Linked DNA regions of Mus musculus: region 1 is linked to region 2. The links are chromatin contacts, called in public HiChIP or PLAC-seq maps. All regions are on one chromosome and are shown on one strand. Each heading gives the region's core, a stretch centred on a gene start, on an enhancer-like site or on the middle of the called end of the contact. The rest is flanking DNA. Distances are from core to core; before and after follow the strand shown. Region 1 overlaps Zfp469 (zinc finger protein 469). Region 2 overlaps Car5a (carbonic anhydrase 5a, mitochondrial).

What was found. HiChIP or PLAC-seq counts read pairs in DNA pulled down with a chosen protein or histone mark.
Region 1: an H3K4me3 HiChIP or PLAC-seq map of bone marrow-derived macrophages shows a contact between it and region 2, with 6 times the contacts expected there. The contact joins two enhancer-like sites. A contact is called at or near these places in 2 of 39 promoter capture datasets (cranial neural crest and erythroid cells), 5 of 484 Hi-C or Micro-C datasets (the Ba/F3 cell line, the HL-1 cell line, the N1E-115 cell line and 2 more), 7 of 115 datasets of contacts at active chromatin or transcription factors (bone marrow-derived macrophages, embryonic forebrain, embryonic hindbrain and 4 more) and 2 of 9 other capture datasets (adipose tissue and pancreatic islet).

The regions. Positions count from the first base shown.
Region 1 is chr8:122,263,026-122,265,754 of GRCm38.p6, reverse strand. Zfp469 (zinc finger protein 469) reads right to left here. Exons shown (of 3, transcript NM_001362883.1): 3 at 1-2,729. Among named protein-coding and RNA genes, the nearest start is that of Zfpm1, 18 kb to the left of the region's middle. Within about 2 kb of position 1,349, at least 25 of the 459 cell types and tissues checked have an H3K27ac peak or open chromatin away from gene starts, as enhancers often do. A contact at or near this core is called in bone marrow-derived macrophages, where this site is marked.
Region 2 is chr8:121,928,963-121,931,772 of GRCm38.p6, reverse strand. All of the region lies in intron 2 of Car5a (carbonic anhydrase 5a, mitochondrial), which reads left to right. Among named protein-coding and RNA genes, the nearest start is that of Car5a, 15 kb to the left of the region's middle. Within about 2 kb of position 1,527, at least 4 of the 459 cell types and tissues checked have an H3K27ac peak or open chromatin away from gene starts, as enhancers often do. A contact at or near this core is called in bone marrow-derived macrophages, where this site is marked.

The DNA of each region.
Region 1 (2,729 bases), core at 100-2,599, 330 kb before region 2:
GCGTGGCCTTCTGCCCCTGGCCGGCCTAGCTTCCAAATGGGCACTGACCTTGTTGAGTGCATCTGGGTCCTCCAGGCTCCTCCAGCTTTTTGGCTGGAGTCTGTTGGCTTGACCCTGGCCCTTGATCTTTTCAGGTTGACTAGGCGAGCCAAGACGTCCATCTGCCTTGGACCTCAGCTGCTTCTGGATGTTTGCAGGAAGAGCTGACACGTTTACAGCCCTTGAGGAGTCCTCTTTCATACGGGCCCCTCCTGTCACTGAGGGGTCCCCAGACTGAAGGCCCTGGGCGTTCTCTCTGCTCTTGGCTGTAGCATCCAGGACCTGACGCAGAGGAAAGGAACAGCAGGCTGGGTCCTGGCGCCTCTGTCCAATGCTGGCACTGGGCTCCCAGGGAGGATCTGGCACGGGATGAGACCAAGCCCTACCACCACTTTGAAGGGTGGATTGTGGAGAGGTCCCTGCAGGTGCAGACGCCCCCTTAAAGTCCAGGTCCTTGGCAATAGGCTTGTTAAGCACAGCTCCTATAGAACTCCCTGCCTGGTCTTCAGAGTGACCCTTAGAGCCATGGCTGAGACTGGCACTTGGAAGGGAGGTGACTTCCTCATCACCCTTAAGTATCAAGTTGGGTTCTAGGGCCGGGTGGGCACTGGGGCTGTTGAATCCTTCCAGTGCAGGGGAAGTTGGGCAGGGCTCCTGGGCCTCACAGAATGGGTCTAGAGAATGTCCTCTTGTGTGTTTACCAGGAAGCAGCGGTGGGGCATTCGAGTTCTGGGTCCCAGGGGCTTCATTATTTTTAGGAAACAAAAGCCCATGCTTCGGGCTGTCCTTGGCTAAACTCCCAGCATGCAGCAAGGCCACCTGTTGGTTGCTGGAGTCAGGCAGGCGGTCACTTAGGGGGATCTGACTGTCTGCGTCGGGGATAATGGTCTCCCGAGTTCTCTGAAGACCGAGTGTGAATCCTTCCAGGCTGAGGGGAGCCCCGCATCCTGGGTTCTCCTGGATACCACAGGGAGGTGCTGCTTTTTCTGTGTGGCAGGAAGCTGGGTAGGGCCACTGTTTCTGGGGGTTCTTCAGGGCCCTTTCCTGATGTGAACTTGATCCCTCAAGACCTGTAATGTCTTCTGCTGGCTCCCTCTGGGCTGAGGTGGCTGGATTTGTGGGTAGAAGGGAGGCCTGCTTTGGGCTTGTGTCCATCTTGCCTTCCTGTGTAGCTTCCTCCGGTTCTCCCGAGGTGCCCACTGTGCTCCCTTCCCCCTGCAGTTGGCTTTCTAATTCAGTCACCAATCTTTTGATCTCCAGTTCGTCCTCACACAGATTGCTACATTCACTTCCCTTTTCAGGCACAGCGGGAGGGCGGGGAGGCACCGTCTGTTCCGAGGGACACTGCTTGCTGACTGTCTTTCCCTTGGAGAGACCAGGAAAGGAGCCAGGCAGCACCGGAGAAATTTCCTCCAGCAGCAAGAATGGCGGGTACAGAGGATCTGCCAGAGGTTTCTTAGGGAGAGGGTCAGGACCTGCCAGTGGTCCGTGGGTGACCCTGTTTGCTGACAAGTTGTCATAGAGTGGTGGGTCAAATCCGTCCTCAGGCAGCCCTGCAAACAGGGATGTGGACTCTAAGGTCAGTGGCGAATGCACCTTCCCTGGGTCTGTTTCAACTGGGTAGGGTGGACTCTTGGATGGTGTTGACTCAAGGGTCTCCATACTGTCCTGGCTAAGGTAGCAGCTTCGGGCAGGCAACGGGTCCATAGCTAAAGGCTTGGTGTACAGATCGTCAGGGAAACAGTAGGCTAGGTCCTTGGATCCAAGGAACAATTCACAGGTGTCACTGTTAGGCAGGGATCCTCTTTTGGCAGCTGGACACTCTAGAGAGCGCCTGTCACAGTGGTCAGGGTCACAACCAGGACTCGAGTTCTTGAAAACCGGGAGGCTGGATTCAGTGTAGAACATGTCTGCCAGCTTATCGATGGGTACCAGGCACCTTCCAGGCTGGGAGGCAGAGTCCTCTCTGGTATGCAAAGTCGGGGGCTTCATGCATCCAGAAGTGCCCAGAAGACAGCCTGCATCTGGTACTGGCACGCTGTTTCCCGATAGTGTTTCAGGGTGGCTCCCTGATGGACTGCCAGCCCGTGCTGGCACTGGAGCAGCGGGTCTGGGGCTTTCCCCACCACAGTGAGCTGGAGAACTGGGTCTCTCTCTGAGCTCAGTGGTATCAGCAGCAACTTCAGGCTTCTCGCCCTCCTGGGGGAAGTCCAGGGCTGCATGGTTTTTCTCCTGGGTCTTGGTGGTGGCGAGGACCCGGGGAGGATGTTTTGGGGCTATTATGGGATGGCCACGATGCTCAAGTCCTCTTTCCACAGAGACTTCTCCAGCTTCCGAACTCGGCAACAGGCTTTGAGTCCTTGGAGTGGGAGAGCCCCCATTTTCACCAGCCTCCTGCCGCATGACCTTCCTTGGGTTCTGGGTCAAATCTTCTTTCTTCCTCTTCTTGCCCTGGCGCCACCGTTGGCGGCTGTGGGGGGAACAGCCTTGGGCAGGACCCCCCAAATCCCGCCGCTGCTGCATACCAGCCTCTTCCTCAGATTCAGAGGCACAGCCTTGCCCGCTGAGCCTGCCCTCCTGGGTGCTAGGTGGTCTTCCAGGCAGCGGGGGGACATGGGAGACTTGGTTCCGTGGTGCCTGCTGCCCGTGGCGCCTGTTTTTCTGCCGCACTATCTTGTGGATGAGTTCCT
Region 2 (2,810 bases), core at 278-2,777:
CCACTGTGGGTGTAGCCAAATCCGGGCCGGTGGTCCTGGTTTCTATAAGAAAGCAGGATGAACGAACCATGTGGAACCATGTGGAGCAAGCCAGTCAGCAGCACCCTCCACGGCCTCTGCACCAGCTCTTGGTCCGGTTCCTGCCCTGACTTCCCTCAGTGATGAACTGGGATGTGGAAGTGAAATGAGCCATTCCTTAAATAAGCATGCACTTGTTGCTTTGCTGCTGTCAAGGCTAATCTTGGAAACACTGCCACATCGAGAATTTTCTGTTCCGGCTTGAAAGGGTTCAGGAATACTCCTCCATATGTGCGAATTCTTGGATGGTGAGGTTGCACTGTGTGCACAGTGCCCTGGGCTCAAAAAGGCCTCAAGCCCCAAGTCCCCAGGACCCCCAATTCCTGGCCTCTCCTCCCAACTTCACTTCTCTAGAGCTTCTCCTATCCAGTGCAAGTCACGTGGTTACCTTACTTTGCTGGGAGACATTAAGACTCCACCTGCCTTTCCACTGAGCTTCCTGAGCAAGCCAACAAGTATTCTCCCCTCAAATACCCTTTTGTGTGTGTGTGTGTGTGTGTGTGTGTGTGTGTGTGTGTGTGTGTGTGTTTTCAGAAGGGGTCTCACTATACAGCCCTGGCTAGCCTGGCATTCCATATGTAGACAAAGCTGTCTTTGAACTCATAGAGATCTCCATGCCTCTGCCTCCAGAGTGTTGGGATTAAATGTGTGCATGACCACGCCTGGCTTTCCCTTATTTTTATTAAGTGTACTGCAGCCTTTGAAGTTGTTTTTGTTCTTTGGTTTGGTTTGGTTTGGTTTTATGAGCTTGCATGATCCCCAGAACAGGGTCATCCACATAGAACTAGCAAGCTCCTTGATCAGATAGACATAAACGATGCCTCTTGGTTGGTGGGCGAGAAGCGTCATCCCTTCCTGTCCCAGATGGGTCCCCAGCACTCTGCAGGCTGCTCTTCATGAGACTGTCCACCTCTGAGGGGCTGATGTGTCTCACTGAGGCAGACTCCAACTCAGAGGGGCTATTCTACAAAGGGTCTTCTGATGCTATTAGGGAGAGTGCAGAGCCACTGCCTGGCCCCAGTTTGACTACAGTGGTCTTTTGACTTTTGTTGGTCAAAGGATCATGATTGGAGCTGCCCCTTGTGTATTTGTAGCCCAAGAGAACCATACAGAATCCTGGGATGCAAACTCCACCACAGATTTGCCTCAGCCTGGACCCTCTCATATGAAGACCAGGACCTCGATTCCTAGTTTATGAGTGGCACCCACAGCTCAGATGGTCTCCACTGGGGAGAAGGCTGTGTCTGTGCATGTTGGAGATTGGTTCTAATGCTTTGATTCAATTGGAAATCTATGTGTCCAGACACCAAAGGTCCTTGTCCCCAGTTGGTTTTTGATCGATCAAGAAAGATGCCAATGGCCAATGGCTGGGCACGAGGGTGGGGGACACTCAGAATTGTGCAACATAGAGAGGAACAGGAGATTCACCATGACTTGGGGTAGAAGGAAGAAGGCCACTGGCCACTGGCCACTTCCCCAATTCGGCCTGGGGTAGCAGGATAGCAGGGGAAGGTTTAGGAGTGCCCAGCCTTTGAAGAAGCCAGGCATTTAAAAAAATAAGCTAGTGTGTGTGTGTGTGTGTGTGTGTGTGTGTGTGTGTGTGTCTTTCATTCGAGGATCCAAAGACAGCTCCTGGGCAGGTGCACATAGGCGATCCTCTGAAAGCCAAAGCAGTATAGCCAAAACTACTGCTACATGTGGATTAAGAATCCCATCTATGGGGCTGGAGAGATGGCTCAGTGGGGAAGAGCACCAACTGTTCTTCCAGAGGTCCTGAGTTCAATTCCCAGCAACCACATGGTGGCTCACAACCATCTGTAATGGGATCTGATGTCCTCTTCGAGTGTGTCTGAAGACAGCTACAGTGTACTCACATACATAAAATAAATAAATAAATCTTTTTAAAAAAAGAATCCCGTCTGTAATTTAGCATTGAGTGTGTATGTATGTTATGTACATGTGTGCACCCGTGGAAGCCCAAGGACAACTTCAAATCAGGTGTTGTTCCTTGGGAGCCATCTCCCTTGTTTTTTTGAGACAGGTTCCCTCAGTCCCTGAAGCTCACTAATGAGTCTAAGCTGGCTGGACAGTGCATTCAACAGATCCCCTTGTGTCCATCCCCTCAGCACTGGGGTGACAGGGGCGCACCACTGAACCTGGGTGCAGGGGGTTAAGCTCAAGCTTTGTCTGCTTGTTGTTTTCAAGACATGGTTTCATTATGTAGTCCCGGCTAGCCTGGAAGTTATTATGTAGACCAGTCTGGCCTCATACTCACAGAGATCCTCCTGCCTCTGGCCCCCAAGTGCTGAAATTAAAGACACACACCACTACACTGGCTCAAACTCATATATTAATGTTTATAAGATAAGCACTTTACTGAGTGAACCATCTCTTTATTTCTTGGCCCTTATCTGTGCATTTTCATAAATTTTAATGTGTGTGTGTGTGTGTGTGTGTGTGTGTGTGTGTGCTGCCTGCATATCGATCTATGTGCATCTTGTGTGCCTGGTGGCTACAGAGGCAGAAGAGGGTATTAGATCCCTGGAAAGTGGAGTTCATAGATGGTTGTGAGGTGCCATGTGAGTCCAGGCATTGAACTCCTGGTCTCCTAGAAAAGCAGCCAGTGCTCTTAAATGCTGAGCCATCCCTCCAGCCTCTTATCTGAAGTTAGGTGATAGCTTGAGGTTTTAAGACTGGATGACAGTCTAGAACACCCATCTTGCTTTGGGATA